2 separate regions of the Mus musculus genome follow, and region 2 is linked to region 1. Evidence: chromatin contacts called from public promoter capture Hi-C data. All regions are on one chromosome and are shown on one strand. The core of a region is the stretch at or near the end of the contact, and the rest is flanking DNA. Distances in the headings are between cores, read along the strand shown. Region 1 overlaps Ttc29 (tetratricopeptide repeat domain 29). Region 2 holds the start of 1700011L22Rik (RIKEN cDNA 1700011L22 gene).

Region 1 (4,518 bases), core at 220-2,719:
TTAGGATTACTTAAAAGCATTAAAATGATGACAGGAAACATGTACATGAGGCTCTTCGGTTGACAAGTACTTAGGAGAAATGTGACACCCTTAAAACACAAAAGGAAAAAGTACATAATTTAAAAAATGACAGCCAAACATTATTCATGCTCTTTAGTATGAAAATAAATAGAAAAACTTGCATTTTGATTTTTTTTATAGTGTGACATTTCTTCAGTGAGGTGATGACATTTGCTGTGAAAACTGAACAAGACCTCACCTCTTCAGAACCTCCTCGCTCCCTCAGCCGCCTCTCTGTCCCCTTTCCCAGGGGCTCTGCTAAACCTACTTCTTCCTTTTCCTTTTGAAAAATTAAGTTCATTACGAGCGTAGGCTCATTTTACCACTGTCATTTTGTATTTTTTAGATGGAAAAAAAAAAAACCAAACCTATGGTAAATTGAGTAAAAAGACAGGTTACATCTCAATGCTCAAGGGCAACTCCAGAACTGATTTTTGTGGTTCTAAGGTGACTGCCTCACCAATGACACAGTTTTCATTAGCATCCTTTAACTTTCTTCCACATGAAAGGTAAGTTCAGGGTGTGCTTTCCCTTGTCAGACTTAAGGACAGAGTTATAAGGCATTTGGAGTAAACCTTCTTTGATTATCATTATAAAGAGATGAGTATCACACACACACACACACACACACACACACAGAGAGAGAGAGAGAGAGAGAGAGAGAGAGAGAGAGGGAGAGAGAGAAAGAGAGAGAGAGAGAGAGAGAGAGAGATAGATGAATGCTCCTCGCAGGCCCCGTGCATGAGGGATCAAACTTCCAGAAAGCGGTGAGAAGCGCAATAATGAAAAGCACAGACACTGATCATTCTGACCCTCTGCCAAGACAGAGTCTGGGAGAGATAACTTGCCATAAATAGCATGTTGACCTTATGGCAGCTATCATGAATATCTAGAAAATTACTAGTCAGGACTAACAATATTTAAAATCAAGTTTTGTAATTAGCAAGAGTGTTGTAAAACAAGGAGAAGGTATTTTTGAGAATACAAAACAATGTTGAATTCAAACTTAAAAAAAATTGTACATAAAATAGAGAGCAGGCAGGGAGTGCGTTGTCTCTTTCTAGTTCCTGAACAACACTGAAAATGCTAACAGGAGGCGAGCAGGCAGCCTTCGCAGCACGATCAACAGCACACAGAACAGAATTCAAGCAGAAAAACAATCAGAAGAGCAGAAGGCTCAGAGGTCTATAAATGGATGGATCACTGAGAAATACGGCAGGCAGAAAAAAATGCACCAGATGCAACGGCTTCAACATGTAGAGAATCAACAGGACAATGAAGACAAAGTGATTGAAATGAATTTTCTCTCAGAAACTTACAGATACAGTAAAAGAAAAATTACATGGCTAACACATACCCGGCTGAAGGGAATAACAGACTCAAGCAAGCTGGTGACTGGATCCCAAAAGCTATGTCTGCCAACTGTTCAGCAAATTAATGTACAACATGGATTAATTTCTAAAACGTACAAGACTGTTTTTATAAAAGTTGGCTGTACTAGCTACACTGGAAATTTCATGAGCTTATATCATGCACGGTGTATCATCTGAGCCAAGGTTCCCTCCTCAAACCCTCATTTCCACTGAATGAAAGCAGCAGAGAGCAAGCACACACAAAAACCATTCGTCTGCAAATGCATAAACAAATCTCTAATTTATTCATTGCTTCAAAGTGAAGCCTTTTATGGACTCTTGACATATTTGGGGTTTTAAAGATGCCCAAACATCACATCCCTGAGAAGCAAGCGTCCTCAGGTCAGAAGGAAGCTTCCCACAGGAGTGTTGTGAAAACAGGGAGCAGCCGTTCCGAGCGAGCGAGGAAGGCACTTCCAACTCAGGGTGACAGAAAGAAATAACGAAACAGACACAATGAAATTAGACCAAAGACAGAGCAGAAGAGAACACATCAAGGGTAAACTGAAAGATAATAAAATAGAAGGAGGTGGGGGGCATCTCACAAAACAAACAGCTACTTATATAAAAGACAGAGAAGTCGCTTCGAACCTTATCAAGAATGAGGCAGGAGCACAAAAGCAGATGCAGCTGTGCACAGCAGCCGCACAGCCCTAATTACAGCAACAGCCATAGTCTTTCATGTACAGATGCTGATCGCAACGCTTGGCATATAATTATCTGATTTAAACCTCCCAATGTTTTCTATAAAATTGTAGGGCAGGAAAAGAAAGATTACAGGTTAACCCTATGATTTAGATGAAAATGTACACATACATACAAACACACACACACACACACACACACACACACACAGAGAGAGAGAGAGAGAGAGAGAGAGAGAGAGAGAGAACAAATCAAAGCTACACCATGTAAGTAGGTTTTACCCCAGAATTGAGGGATATAGTCCAATTTTAGAAAATTTAGTAATTTTATTATCATCTTAGCAAACTTTATGATCACCTCAGAAAAAATTAGAAAATTATTTTAAAATGTTAAAAGCCCATAATGTCTAAGAAACGTAGAAACTGAGGAAACTTTTTGTTGGCAATATGTACCTATTAAAAACACATGGGAAAACCCCCTTCACGTTTTGCAGTACACTGGAGAATAACATTGGAATTTGGTGCAATCCTCACTGAAGACCCAGTGACAATTTTAAAATCCCTACTAAACAGCAATATGCAAGAAAAGCATTTGGAACAAAGAGGGGCACCACATACAACTGAATCCATGAAGAGGGCTGTGGCACCAACTCCAGGACAGGCAAAAAAGTCAGTCACCCAGAACACCATGCTTGTGTGTGTGTGGGCGGGGGGAGCACCAGAAAGCACACCCGAGAATAAGAGGTACCGCAGTTTGGGGAAAGACTTGGGAACAGTGGATTTAATCACAGATTTTAAAGATTATTTCTTAACATTGGTGTCTTGCACACACATGTAAGATACATTGCATACACTATAGTACCCCTCTGCACTTAAAAATGTACTTCAGATACTTAAATCGGGTTCTAATCACTTTCCTGTCTTGGTAGGTTTATGGTAATGTCACCACTAAAATCTTCCAGTGCTTAAGCCTATCTCTTGGTATAGTGACTTTGTAGGCACATATTTTGGACTTCTGCATTAGTAATTGTTTATTGGCTTGAATAGTGACTTTTCTCTTAAATTCTGTATCCTCCTATTCCACTTGTGTGGTCATTTATGAGGGAAGCATAGGAGGGTCCAGAGAGGCTGCATGTGTGCACATGTGTGCATAGGTGTTTATTCATATGTATATGTGTGCATATATGTATGTGTTTGGGTGTGCATGCATGCATGTGTGTACATGTGTATGTGCATGTATTGAGTGTATGTACATGTGTATGTGTGAGTGTATGTAAGTGCGCTTATGTATTTGTGTGTGTGGGGGAACGTGTGTATATGTGGGCATGTGTATGTGAGTGCGTATGTGTTAGTGTGTGGGCATGTAAGTGTGTGTGCATATGAGTGGTGAGTGCATATGTGTGTGTGTGTGTGTGTGTGTGTGTGTGTGTGTGTGTGTGTAGGTTTGTCAGCTTTTGCTTCAGCTGTAAATGACTTTCGGTTGATGGTCTCTTTGACTGTTCCATCTTGCAGATTCTTGTTCTTCTTCACTTATTGTAACATTTCTTGTAATTGTAGTATTTCTTTCTCTGTGCTAATTTGGAATTTAATTTTGTTATTTTATTTAGTTTTATAAAAAGGAAACTCAGAGCATCAGTTTGTCACAGAACAGAACAAAAATCAAGTGGCAAATCAGAAAACACTTGCCACAAACAAAAGAGAGGCAAAATCAGGCATTTCAAAGTGTATGTGATACAGCTGAGGGGTGTTTAAAGGGACACTCACAGAGCTGCAATGCTCGTATGTCAGAAGGATAAATATCTACAGGAAGAGTAGCCTAGGGAGGGAGAGAGGGATGGAGGTGGGGGGAGGGGAATAGACAGGTAGGTAGGTGGTGGGTGAAGAATCTAGTACCATCTTGGGAATTGTGGAGGAGTCTGGAGCCTGGCCTCTAATGCAAGCCATCACATTCTCTCCAGCTTAGCTCCCTTTCTTCTTGATGAACCACTTTTCCTACCTCAAAACTTCTTTTCCTTTATCACAATTTCTTGGTCTCATTGCTAAGTGTCTCCCTGTACAAGTACATCCAGTGCATATAAATATGTAAGACAAAAGTTTAGCAACCCTGCTACACAGCGTTCCACTGCCTTTTGTTACCAATTAACATAATCCTTTGAGCACTCTGGGCCCAGCCTTCCCATCACTGCATCTGCTTGTCCAGATGAAGAGGCTGAGTTATGGAAGGTTAAAAGGAAGTGATCCACAGCCAGCCAGCTGTCTGTGAATACAGAGCTGGGAATCAAGCACAGAGGGTCTTGCTTGAAATCTGTGCTCTTCCACTAAGACTCATAACCTCCGCTGCTGAGCCTTACTGAGTGCAGTACTCTTGTTTCTATTCTATTTTATGATTCCCCTCTTTTTAT
Region 2 (4,259 bases), core at 1,523-4,022, 1.0 Mb before region 1:
TTGGTTTGGTGTAATCATTTGTGAACCTTTCCTACCATTTCCTCAATGACAGGGATCCTGTTCCAATGGCCTCGATGATGCCTGTGTCCTGAGTGAGTGCTGCCACCAGGTCCTCTCAGTTTTAGACTCTCAGGTCCTACACTGAGGTCTTTGGTCCACTTTTACGCAGAGACGGTCTTGTTTTTTCTATGCACGAATGTCCAGTTTCCCAGCAGCCCTTGTGAGAGGCTATCCTTTTTCCAGTGTGTGTTTCTCTTCTCTTGTCAAAAACCAGATGGCTGGGGCTGTAAGAGTTTATTTCTGAGACTCTTGAGCCATATCTCCAACCCGTGTCACCACTTTGGGTGGTTATAATTGCTAAAATGATATCATGATCATTTCTAGGGGGAAAAAAAGAGTTATAGAGAACAAGCTAGGGACACTAAAGTGACTTAGAGGGTGATTTATTTGGAAGGGGTTTGGTTTATTCCATATTGGTTTATAGACTGCCTTGTAATTTGAGAGGAAATCTGAAAGCATTTTCTGCAAATCTCCTTTTACAATCTCATTTACTACTACGTCTCAGAACAATGCATATTGCTAGCAGAAATTTCCAAGCAAAGCCACAATTTTTGTTTGAACAAACAGAGGCACAAAGGCACATACAGCTGGCTTCTCCTTGACCACGCGTAGGTTGATGACAGCAGGATAACCCGTTCCTCTCCCTGTCCTGTTGTCTCTGGATTTCTCTAAGAGGCCTTTCCCCAGGAGAAGCAACAGCTTGGGATGCAGTCTATTAATTTTCCTGGAGCAAAGGTCCTGATGTTCTAGATTTTAACATTTTAAGAAAGCCCTTAAAGTCACTCATGGTATGCAGTATTTGCCAATAACTTCAGAGAAACATGTCAGGGAATGGGCCAACCTCAGAACTTTCAAAAGTTCTAAAATCCTGTCTCCAGATCAGCATCCCATATATTGCAAAGTGATCAATACTACAATGCTCAGGCCCTAGAGATAGTTAATTGGGTAAGAGTACAAACTGCTCTGAGAGAGGACCTGAGTTCGGTTCCAACACCCATGTCAGGCAGCTCACAAGTGCTTCTACCTCCAGCTCCCAGGGCTCCAACGCCCTCTTCTGGCTTTGATGAACAACTGCATGCATGTGGCTTACATATATGTGCACACACAGAAATTTAAAATATGTTGCAAAATATTTTTAAAATGCATATTCCTGGGTTTGCCTTGGACTTAGTTTCTGAAGTCAGGGATGGCAGTGTATCGCGTTGAATGAAGTGTCTCAGTGCTGGTGTGATTGCCTAAGGCAGCACCAGGGTTATGAGGACCTGTCCTGGTGACTTGGCCAAACACGGAGAGATGGGCGGTGCCACTCCAGGAGTTGACAACTAAGGGACAAACATAAAAATCCATTGTCATTTTGATTTGCCAAGGAAGTGTTGGTGAATGCACTGGCTGGTTTTGTGTGTCAACTTGGCACAGCTAGAGTTATCAGAGTGTAGGAAACCTCAATCCAGAATATTCATCCATGAGATCAGCTGTAAGGCATTTTCCCAACTAATGATCAATGGAGGAGGGCCTATTGTGGATGGTGCCATCCTTGGGATGGAGGTCTTAGGCTCTCTGAGAAAGCATGCTGAGCTAGCTATGAGGAGCAAGCCAGTAAGCAGCACCCTCCATGGCCTCTGCATTGGGTTCTACTTTCAGGTTTCTTTGGTGATATACAGTGATGTGGAAGTGTGATGGTTTATATATGCTTGGCCCAGGGTGTGGCACTATTTGGAGGTGTGGCCTTGTTGGAGTAGGTGTGTCACTGTGGGCCTGGGCTTTAAGACCCTCATTCTAGCTGTCTGGAAGTCAGTATTCTGCTAGCAGCCTTCAGATGAAGACATAGAACTCTCAACTCCTCCTGCACCGTGCCTGCCTGGACTTTGCCATGCTCCTGCCTTGGTGAGAATAGATTGAACCTCTGAACCTGTAAGCGAGTCCCAATTAAATGTTGTCTTTATAAGACTTGCATTGGTCATGGTGTCTGTTCGCAGCAGTAAAACCCTAACTAAGACAGGAAATGTAGGACAAATAAACCCTTTCCTCCACGACTTGCTTTTTGGTCATGATGTTTCAGCACAGCAATAGAAACCCTATCTAAGACAGTGGATCTGGAGAAACCTGGCTAGGCAAACATTAACCAGGTACAGAGCAGTTATGGAGGAAGGACTCCTGAGTTCTGAGTTCTCAGCCTCAGAGTTCAACATGACATAGCCACTTCCTTGATTCTTAACCCTGGCAGTTCTTTACCGTGCTCAGGAATTGGCTTTTTAATAACCCTCCAAGCTAATTACATCACAACCTGGGTGGTGTCTGGGGCTCCTTGTTATTTTAACAGCCCCAAATGACTGTCCTGCCATCAGCCAGCAGGCATACCACTGCTCTGTGACACACAAAAACTGTTCACTAACCTGTTGTTAGCATCACAAACAGCTAATGTTATTTTACCAGCCTTCAGAGCCTAGGTCCTCAGTGAGCATCCTTCATCTCTGGCTTCTACAGCCTAAGCCACCATCCTTAAGGTATACCATATTATGTCAATACCAATAGGCAAATAATTTTGCCTAGTGTCTTCTTGCCATAATTATGAAGCAGTATTTTTCTTAGATCAATGGCTCAAAGTTTTATAGCTTACAAATTAGCGAAAATCCGTGTCCTTGGAGCAGACATAGGCTTTGTGGAACTTTATGACCTGTTGCTTGGTAACTGGACCTACGACCACTCTGATTCTCTCTGTGAGCTGTCGGGCTTCAGAAGTCTAGTCAGCCCAGTCAAGAGCTTCCTGCAACTAGGAGGGAATGAGCGCCTCGCTCTGCCCAGGGCTTGAAAAGCTGTTGCTCACAGCTGCCCGCCCATAGCCATGACACACTTCTTGTACTTGACTCCAGAAATCCTGCTTCCCTTTAGCCCTCTCACTTCTACAGAGTTCGAACTGATCAGACGCAAGGCCCAACAACTGTGGCAGGATGAGACACGGTGGTCTGCTTCTTCCATGACAACCTACTCAGGGAGTTACCGGGAAAAGCAACTGGACGAGGCCACCTGCAACCGGCTGGCCCAGAGAGTAGGCCAGCCGCAGTTTGAGTACAAACCGTAAGATCCCTTTGTTGCTATTCAGAGACAGGTGCTGTTTGGAAAGGGTGTTATAGAGGTCAGCCACTTCAAAAGTGTTAACACATCTGCTTCCCTGTGTAAATGTCACTTTCCAGCTCAAAGTATGGTCACAACCCAAATTGGTATTACTTATTACTAGAAGATATGAACACCAGTGTTTGACTAATGTAGATATTTTTTGTCTATGAACGTGTTTCTTAGTTTATTTGTTTATTGTGTATGTTTCTGGTCATATGGGAAGGTCAGAGAACAGCTAACAGGATCAGTTCTCTGATCAGTTCCTGGAACCAAATTCTTGTCTTTGGATTTGCTCTCCTCACAGCCGTCTCTCTGTCCCTTCCTCCTGTTTAGACAGGGTACCCTGTTATCCCCGACTGGCCTGAAACTCCTTCTGAAGCCCAGGGCAACTGAAAACTCTGGGTCCTCCCACTTCCACCTCCTTAGCACAGGACACACAGGCATGAGTTGCCAAACCCAGTTTCTGTGTATGGTTATGGGATCGGCCCACAGAGCTTCCTAAATGCTAGGCCAGCATCTACCAATGTCCTTGTGCCTAAAATATTGTTTTCTGTAGTCTTTCTCTTTGTGGAAAGCTGGCAAGCCAGCTGTCGCTGTATACCAGAACATATGTGTGCCTAAACGGGCTGTCGCTGTATACCAGAACTTACAGGTGCCTACAGCAGCTGAGCCCAAAAGTATTTCCAAGGGTTTATTGGGAAGCCAGGCCCTGTGATAGGTCCACAATCAAAAAATAATTCCAATTCTGTTTCACAGCTGTAAACACTCAGCTCACAGAACGAGCTTTCAACAGGTTCCGGAGAAGAAGGTTTGGTGTAGTAAGACCTTCTGGAAAGATCCTAGAGAAGCAAGCGTCCCCCATGGTGGGGGATGGGAAAACACACCACTCTGAAGAAAGACACATGGAACACCTGCCCAGGTGCCCACACACCAGAAGGGTGACAGGTAGCTCAGGCACATGAGAGGAGAGCGTAAGTCAGAACCCATGATGACATCTCCCCCTTGGGGTATTACTTAGTAAATATGCAGATTCTGGAAACTTCTTTGAACATAGTTTGGATTATTGGCTCCAGTCCTGATGTAGG

Evidence for each region. Promoter capture Hi-C pulls out the DNA fragments that hold promoters and counts their contacts.
Region 2: a contact with region 1 is called in a promoter capture Hi-C map of hippocampal neurons, with 4 times the contacts expected there. The contact joins the promoter of 1700011L22Rik here to the enhancer-like site in region 1. A contact is called at or near these places in 4 of 39 promoter capture datasets (embryonic stem cells, hippocampal neurons, liver and 1 more).

What each region holds. Positions count from the first base shown.
Region 1 is chr8:78,230,677-78,235,194 of GRCm38.p6, reverse strand. All of the region lies in intron 5 of Ttc29 (tetratricopeptide repeat domain 29), which reads right to left. Among named protein-coding and RNA genes, the nearest start is that of Ttc29, 20 kb to the right of the region's middle. Within about 2 kb of position 1,469, at least 7 of the 459 cell types and tissues checked have an H3K27ac peak or open chromatin away from gene starts, as enhancers often do. A contact at or near this core is called in hippocampal neurons, where this site is marked.
Region 2 is chr8:79,247,096-79,251,354 of GRCm38.p6, reverse strand. It overlaps 1700011L22Rik (RIKEN cDNA 1700011L22 gene), which reads left to right and starts at 2,772. Exons shown (of 6, transcript NM_026315.1): 1 at 2,772-3,135. The coding sequence starts at 2,903.